Regions from separate parts of the Rattus norvegicus genome. Here region 1 is linked to region 2. Evidence: chromatin contacts called from public Hi-C data. All regions are on one chromosome and are shown on one strand. The core of a region is the stretch at or near the end of the contact, and the rest is flanking DNA. Distances in the headings are between cores, read along the strand shown.

Evidence for each region. Hi-C and Micro-C count contacts between places; a contact is called where the count stands out from the background.
Region 1: a contact with region 2 is called in a Hi-C map of Schwann cells, with 4 times the contacts expected there. The contact joins two enhancer-like sites. A contact is called at or near these places in 5 of 12 Hi-C or Micro-C datasets (the A7r5 cell line, the Rat2 cell line, Schwann cells and 2 more).

What each region holds. Positions count from the first base shown.
Region 1 is chr2:147,854,155-147,857,490 of GRCr8, forward strand. No RefSeq gene overlaps it. Among named protein-coding and RNA genes, the nearest start is that of Trnas-aga30, 85 kb to the right of the region's middle. Within about 2 kb of position 2,032, at least 2 of the 93 cell types and tissues checked have an H3K27ac peak or open chromatin away from gene starts, as enhancers often do. A contact at or near this core is called in the A7r5 cell line and Schwann cells, where this site is marked.
Region 2 is chr2:147,638,887-147,642,228 of GRCr8, forward strand. No RefSeq gene overlaps it. Among named protein-coding and RNA genes, the nearest start is that of Rap2b, 110 kb to the right of the region's middle. Within about 2 kb of position 1,790, at least 58 of the 93 cell types and tissues checked have an H3K27ac peak or open chromatin away from gene starts, as enhancers often do. A contact at or near this core is called in the A7r5 cell line and Schwann cells, where this site is marked.

The DNA.
Region 1 (3,336 bases), core at 782-3,281, 220 kb after region 2:
AGACTCAGTGAAACTCATTTACCACGTTTCCTTGGAGATGTTTTGGGCAAAGACAGATAAGAGATAATCTCTAGGTACCATTGTTGCTTCTTTTCTAACTTTGACTAGTGTTTTTAGGTACAGAAACTTCTAGTATTTTATCTTCATTATTTTGACTAGCGGACTCTGATTTTACTGCTTGTAAAGAATTCTAGAAACTTGAAACCCAGTATATAGGAAAAGTGAAGAACCCACTGAGCTGTTAAGCTTGCTAATTTGTGTAGTGGTGTATAAGGAGATGAATGTATAGCTTGTACTAGAGGAATTGTGTAAACGATATATCACTAGGTAGGTAATAATAGGCACTGATGGACTAGAGCAGTAGAAGTCACATGATTGACAGAAGCCTCTGTGTGTGAGCTCTCTATGTGCAGAATTGTGTGCTGAGTAATCAGAACATTCAAAGTTAACAGTAATTTCTTCTTAGTGTGACTCTCTCACTCAGAATAGTATCTGTATTAAAGCTACTCCTACAGATCTAACTCATTATTCATGTGTCTGTGAAATTCTTATAAAACTGTCAAAAATGAAGAAACAAATATACATGTATCTTCATTGTCAATTGCAAATTTCCCATAATTGTGGACAAAGTGACAATAAGGAAAAAGTTGATATTAAATGTTATAATGCAGAAAGTGACCAGATGAGTGCATAGATCCCCATCTGGGAACCATATGCAAGGTTATAAGGTGAGGGTGAGAAAGTTTCCTAAAGAGAGGCAGTGGGTACATGTCTGAGGGAAAATGGAGCATTGTTTTCACGTATCACTTAGAAATTGCATCCTTTCACGACTGAGACACCTGTCACATAACCGCTAGTCTATTTAAAAAGCGACTAGCAGCAGGGTTGTACAATGGATTCATTTTGTTTGAACTGAGTTGGTGGTAAAGGTTGAGGGCCTTTTCTTGGAAAATGAACCTGTGAGCCCAGCAATGAAGAAGAAAGGCATTATCACACAGTGGAGAGAAAAGCATTGCTCAATGCCATAACAAGGTGTGGGTCACTTAATCATCAAATATTTAATTAGACAGAGGTATAACATTTTTTCCTGAACTGATTAGAAATAAAATTAATTGAGAAATGCAGCAACAAAGTTACATTTCCTCTGTTGATAATTTTAAAATTGAGAAATTTCATGGCCTAATTTTATCCTAAAGAGCAGGAGCAGAACAGGCCCTTTTTATAGCAAGTGTTTGGATAAAGATATTAGTGTCACGAAACGTAAGTGTATTTGGAGAATTATTGGAAATATGGATAATATTATGTGTGTTTAAGGGGTGTAACTTTTTTGGTATTCTAAATTAAAAGCCTATAACATTGCTCTTACTGAGATATAATACAATAGCATTTTTAAATTAATAAGTAATTCACAAGCTGGGCATGGTGGTGCAAGTCAATTTCAGCAATAGTGGGGGCTGAGACAAGAGGAGTGACTTGAGTTTAAGGTCAGACTGGGTTCCATGGCAGATCCTGTTTCAAAGCAAAATGGAAACCACAAAAGTGATTTTAAAAATACAAAATAAATGGTAGCTAAACAAATGATACACATTCCAGTCATTTTTATATATAAAAATCCTACAAGGTTTATGGAGTTACAAATAGACAGTTTGTCTCTTAATGTATTCTTCTAATTCAGATACTGATTTGTGACATAGGCAGAGGCAAAGGCCAGGTCTTCATCTCCCTTCTGTAGCTTGCAACCCCACCTCCACCCTTTCTGCTGTAGGCTTTAGGAGGAAGGAGATGTTCTCATGGGCAGCATCCCCTGTTGGTGTGGCTCTCTGTGGAAAGGCACACAGGAGCTTGTGTTGGAGTGATGGTAAATGTGTAAGTTCATAGAAATAAGGGGACTGGGGCTATTTTCTTTTCATATATGCATCTGATGAATAAAGCATTCATTGTCAGAGTGCTGCTGAGAAGAAACAAGCGGCATGATGTTTTCATGAGAGACTCTGCTGCTGCTTCAGGAGGGGGTTGTCTGTTTCCTCTACCACACAGTGCATAGACTTCTGCTGCCCTCTGAGTCACATTTAATTGCATGAAACTTTCCTGGCTGGCTGGCAGAACTTCAGGGTCAGACGCGTAAAAAAAGGAACATTGCTTTGAAAAACTAAAGAGATTCATTTCCTGATTCTATCTTCTATTTAGCAGACACAGCAAAGATATTAGAGGCATTATTATGTAGGTAAACAGTCAGTTAAGTATTTGCAATAAACTCAAATGAAATGAGAGACAGAGAAACCATAGTCCATGCAATTCAGAAGGGGCTCGGGATAGATAATTATTCAGTTATTGAGAACGTTTGATTTTTTGCATAGGCAAGGCAGATGTCTATGTCTTTACATGCTTTAAATTTGGAAACTTTGGTTATCAAATTATTTGGATAATATAGAGAGGAAGAAAACCCATTTCTTCCCTAAGTACTAGGAGTTGAGGAACTGGGTTTCTTGTTGGTCCTCCTGTTCATAGTCGCCAGAGGGAGCCAGAGTTACCTTGCCAATGGTCCGACCTAGGATGCTTCCTTCAATCATGCAAGAAAAGGGGAGACAGGAGGCATCTAGCCCCCTTCTGTTTCCAACAGGCAGGGCAGGTGCAACAGTGGTAGCAGCTTTCTGAGTCAGATATGGCAGGCTTTTATTATGTGCTGATGTGTCTCATTAAGACTTAGAATTTACAAATGAGGCCTTTGTAATTTCCTGTTATGAAGAGTACATCCTGTAATTCATGCAAATTATGCATTGTATAATCTGCTTCTTGGAGATATATTGTGTTTGTAGAGCTGATGATTGCTACCTTAGGCACTGATGTTCTGTTAGAAGAAGCACATGGCAGTAAACTGCTAGGTTTTGTCCTATCATTAGAGTTGTTGTCCCAGGCTCTTTTGCCTCTTCTGGAGGTCTGCAGTAGCCTCCTGATGGCTCTCTGCTTTCATGCTCTCTCTCTCTTTCACATTCAGTTTTCAACCCAAGAGCCAGAGGTATGAACATGATATATGTCATGTTCAGACCTATAGTGACTTCATCCAGGCACATTATCCTGTGCTCCCTCCACTTGTCCCCATTCTTCTTTAAAACATTACTTTTATTATTTATTAGGCAAACTTGTTCCTTAACAATTTCACACATATACACAACGCATACTGAAAATAAACCTAGGCTATTTTTGCTTTTCATGCCCAGGACTATTTTTTATATGATATTTAATTTGCAAGCTATGATATAATTTACCTACCATGTTTATTACTTTTGGAGCATTACAATTTAAACTCCCAAAGGTAAGGAATTAAAAACAGAACAA
Region 2 (3,342 bases), core at 540-3,039:
AAATGGTTACCTTTTAAAAATTCCCATTAGGACATTATGCCAAAGAAATTAATAGTGTTGTGTGTCCTATCCTGATATTAATTGACATCAACATAAAAATACTTTAAAAGAATTTTAAAAGAAGAGGCTCTATTATTTACTGCATGGTCACAGACTGTGCTGTAACTGTTCCTAGAATCACATATTCCTAAGTCAACTTTAATGGGCAGAGAAAGGAGCATTTCTTCCAAGGCTTCTTTGTATTCAGAGTAAAAAAAGCAACTTTCCACTCCCTCTTCTTACTGTTGTTACTAACAAGTAGACATCCAAACTAAAGCAACTAATCTGACCCTGATGATGCTGACAAAGGGATGAAGGACACGAAGAGCCTTGAGAGAGAGATTACCCTAAATTAGAACAGTGAACGGGAGCACACACCTGCCAGACTCTCACAGAAATTAGAGTTTGAAACCTAGGGTGGGCTTTACCATCGACTAGTCCTCTGGGATTCAGGTGCTTTTCTTATATAGATATCAAGAATGTATAAATATCATACACAGCTCATCAGAGAGGGGTGATATGTCTCCTCCTTTATGGTAGGCGTGCAAAGTAAAAATAAAGCTGATAGAGTAGATTGTACTAGTTGTAGAGTCTGAGCACCTCGAGTGGTCATCTTCTTGATGCCCATTTCAATCTCTGCAGAGAACTTCTAACAGGACTCTGATAAAGTTATTGGGAGAGGCCACAACTGCATTTGCAAAATGTAAATAGAGACTCCATATCTGTAAAGTGCAGTCTCTGCAACCTCATGCTTCTTTTGCCTCGTGTATGTGTTGTTTTACATAGGTTCAAGTCAAGCTTGCACAGTCTGCAATGGAGAGGAAAGGTAAGAATTAAAGCCTCTAGCTCTCCGAAATACCTGGTTTGTATTAGTGCACATTAGTGATTTTTCCCTCAAAATCAGCTTTGCATGACACAAATTTTTTCCTACACAGGGACTAGAATTTGTTTTCATTTTCCAGTTACTTCCAGTTGCTTTCCTCTCTTTAATCACTAGGTGGCACCCAAAGAATCAACTAAAACTAGCCCAGGGAGGATTTGATTTATTTGGAAAACAAAACAAAACAAAACAAGCAAACATCTCTTCCTTGTCACTAGCCTCTTAATGTACTCCTAAAATGTAATTCTTCCAAATCCGTTATAACTTCGTTCAAAGGACATCCCGGACATTCCTGTACAGTAAGGCGCGGGTCCCTTTGGGTTTGTTATATAACAAAAGTTACTTCTCCCGTCCTTTTCTTAGTCAGACAGACACTCGGCTCTGCACTGCCTCCTTAAAAGCACTTGACTCACTCCACCCTCTGGGAGAGAATCTTGGCAAATGTCTTTCCTGCCTTCCCTTCTTAGCGTCTGCCTCAACTTGCTGTCAAAGTGTATCCTGAAAAGCCCCTGGCTGCACTGCTGCCTTCCAGCTAGCTACTTCGGAGTTTCAGAACAGTTTTATTTCCTCTAGCTGCTCATGACATGACGATAAAAATCTAGAGAACCAAGTTCTGTGCTGGCTCTCATGAGTCATCATTTCCCTCACTTTGGAAGTGCGATATGTGGGGAGGGGCTCAGTGTGGAGAGAGGGGGTAGGCGTGGGGGGAGGGAGTCGGCGCACTAGGGGGAGGGGGAATCACTAGAAATTATTTTGGCTCTGAACCAGATTCTGACTAAAAAGTTATGAAACCTTTTTACTCATAACAAATTCCGTTCTAAACTTTAAGAAACTCCTCTGTCTACATAATTAGTCAAGAAACAGGCTGTGGGTGTGACTAAGTGGTAGAGTGCATGACTGCATAGAATGCAAGAAGCCATGAGCTCAGTACACAGTACCAGAAAAAACAAAAAACAAAAACAAACAAATAAAAACAAACACACACACACAAAGCTAATAGGCAGGTGCTTTATGGAAGTCTATCATTATAAGTAAAATCCTAAATATGTACATATTTATGTGCAAAGAGATATGTATGTGAGCATGAACATATACATAATACATAGCTATAACACACACACACACACACACACACACACACACATACACACTTGTAGATTGTAGACTCGTCCTCATTTTGACCCAGTCTCACCCAGTCTCAGAGACATTCAACTCTTGCAGATCTTCATGGCGCCCAGCTTTGTGGAATGAGAGTTAGTATCTTTAAAGCAGTTTCTCAACCAATCATTTCCAAACGATACAGCTTTGAGCACAGTGCTTGACAGTAAGCATACCTTATTCTGGCCACCTCTTGCATGTGGCCATTCATTAAGGATGCTTCTCAAAAGCAGCATGTACTTCTTTAGGACTCAGATGTTTCCCATCTTCCAACATACATCAGCAATCCCAAGATAGACATAGACATCCCAAACCTCCTTGCTTGACAAAATACACCTGACATTTTGATCCTTTTTGTTTATTTTGTTGCCTAATAGTACCTTGGGAGACACAACACACTGGCTACCTCTCTGGCTTGTTTTCCTCATCTTCTTCATCCATTCACCAGAACACATATTTGATACCCAGAGAAGCTTTTGCAATGGCCCTTTCTACTATATAACCTTTTACACAAGATTTTACTTGGCCTCAATTTCTACATCTGTAAAAGAAAATTAACAGTAATATTCACTTCTCAGTGTCCTCATAAAGACCAAACAAGTTACTATATGTAAAACTTTTAGAATGGCGCTAGAACTGAATAAGTGCTAGAAATAATTATCTTTCTTTGACTACTGTTTCGATTTCTATTCTATAAAAAACAAAGTTATTTTATTCTTTGCAAAAATTTTTATGACCTTAAGTAAAAACTGAAGTTCACACAAGTATCTTATAAAAGAAATAGCAAAGCTAGTAAGAATTAAATTCAAACACAGTCTAGATAACTTTGAACCTATCACTTTAAGTCTTGCAAAGCACCTTAAATATCTAGATGACTAAAATTCTTACATTTAAAACCAGGAATTTCATCATGGATATTTCTGCCAACTGTAGTGGTATGAGGAGGATTGTGGGGGAAGTTTGAAAAAGAATCAAGTCCCCATTCTTCCAACCATTGCTGACTGGAGCCCACACCCTCTGCACTTTGTAGGTGTTGTTTTAGTTGATCATTATAATTGTCCTGCAAGTAGATATTATTTTCTTTACTTACCAGACAGGAAAGTATCTTAGAAGGGTGACCTATATAGTTAAGTCTTTAGAATCAGCATGTGGCCAAACAGGTATTTAAACCCATGCTATCCTGACTCTGTAATTTGTTTCCTCTGCCACAGGAACTGCTCTGATCCCTTGAGGGAATCTTTCCAGCAGCCAAAAGTCCTGTAGAC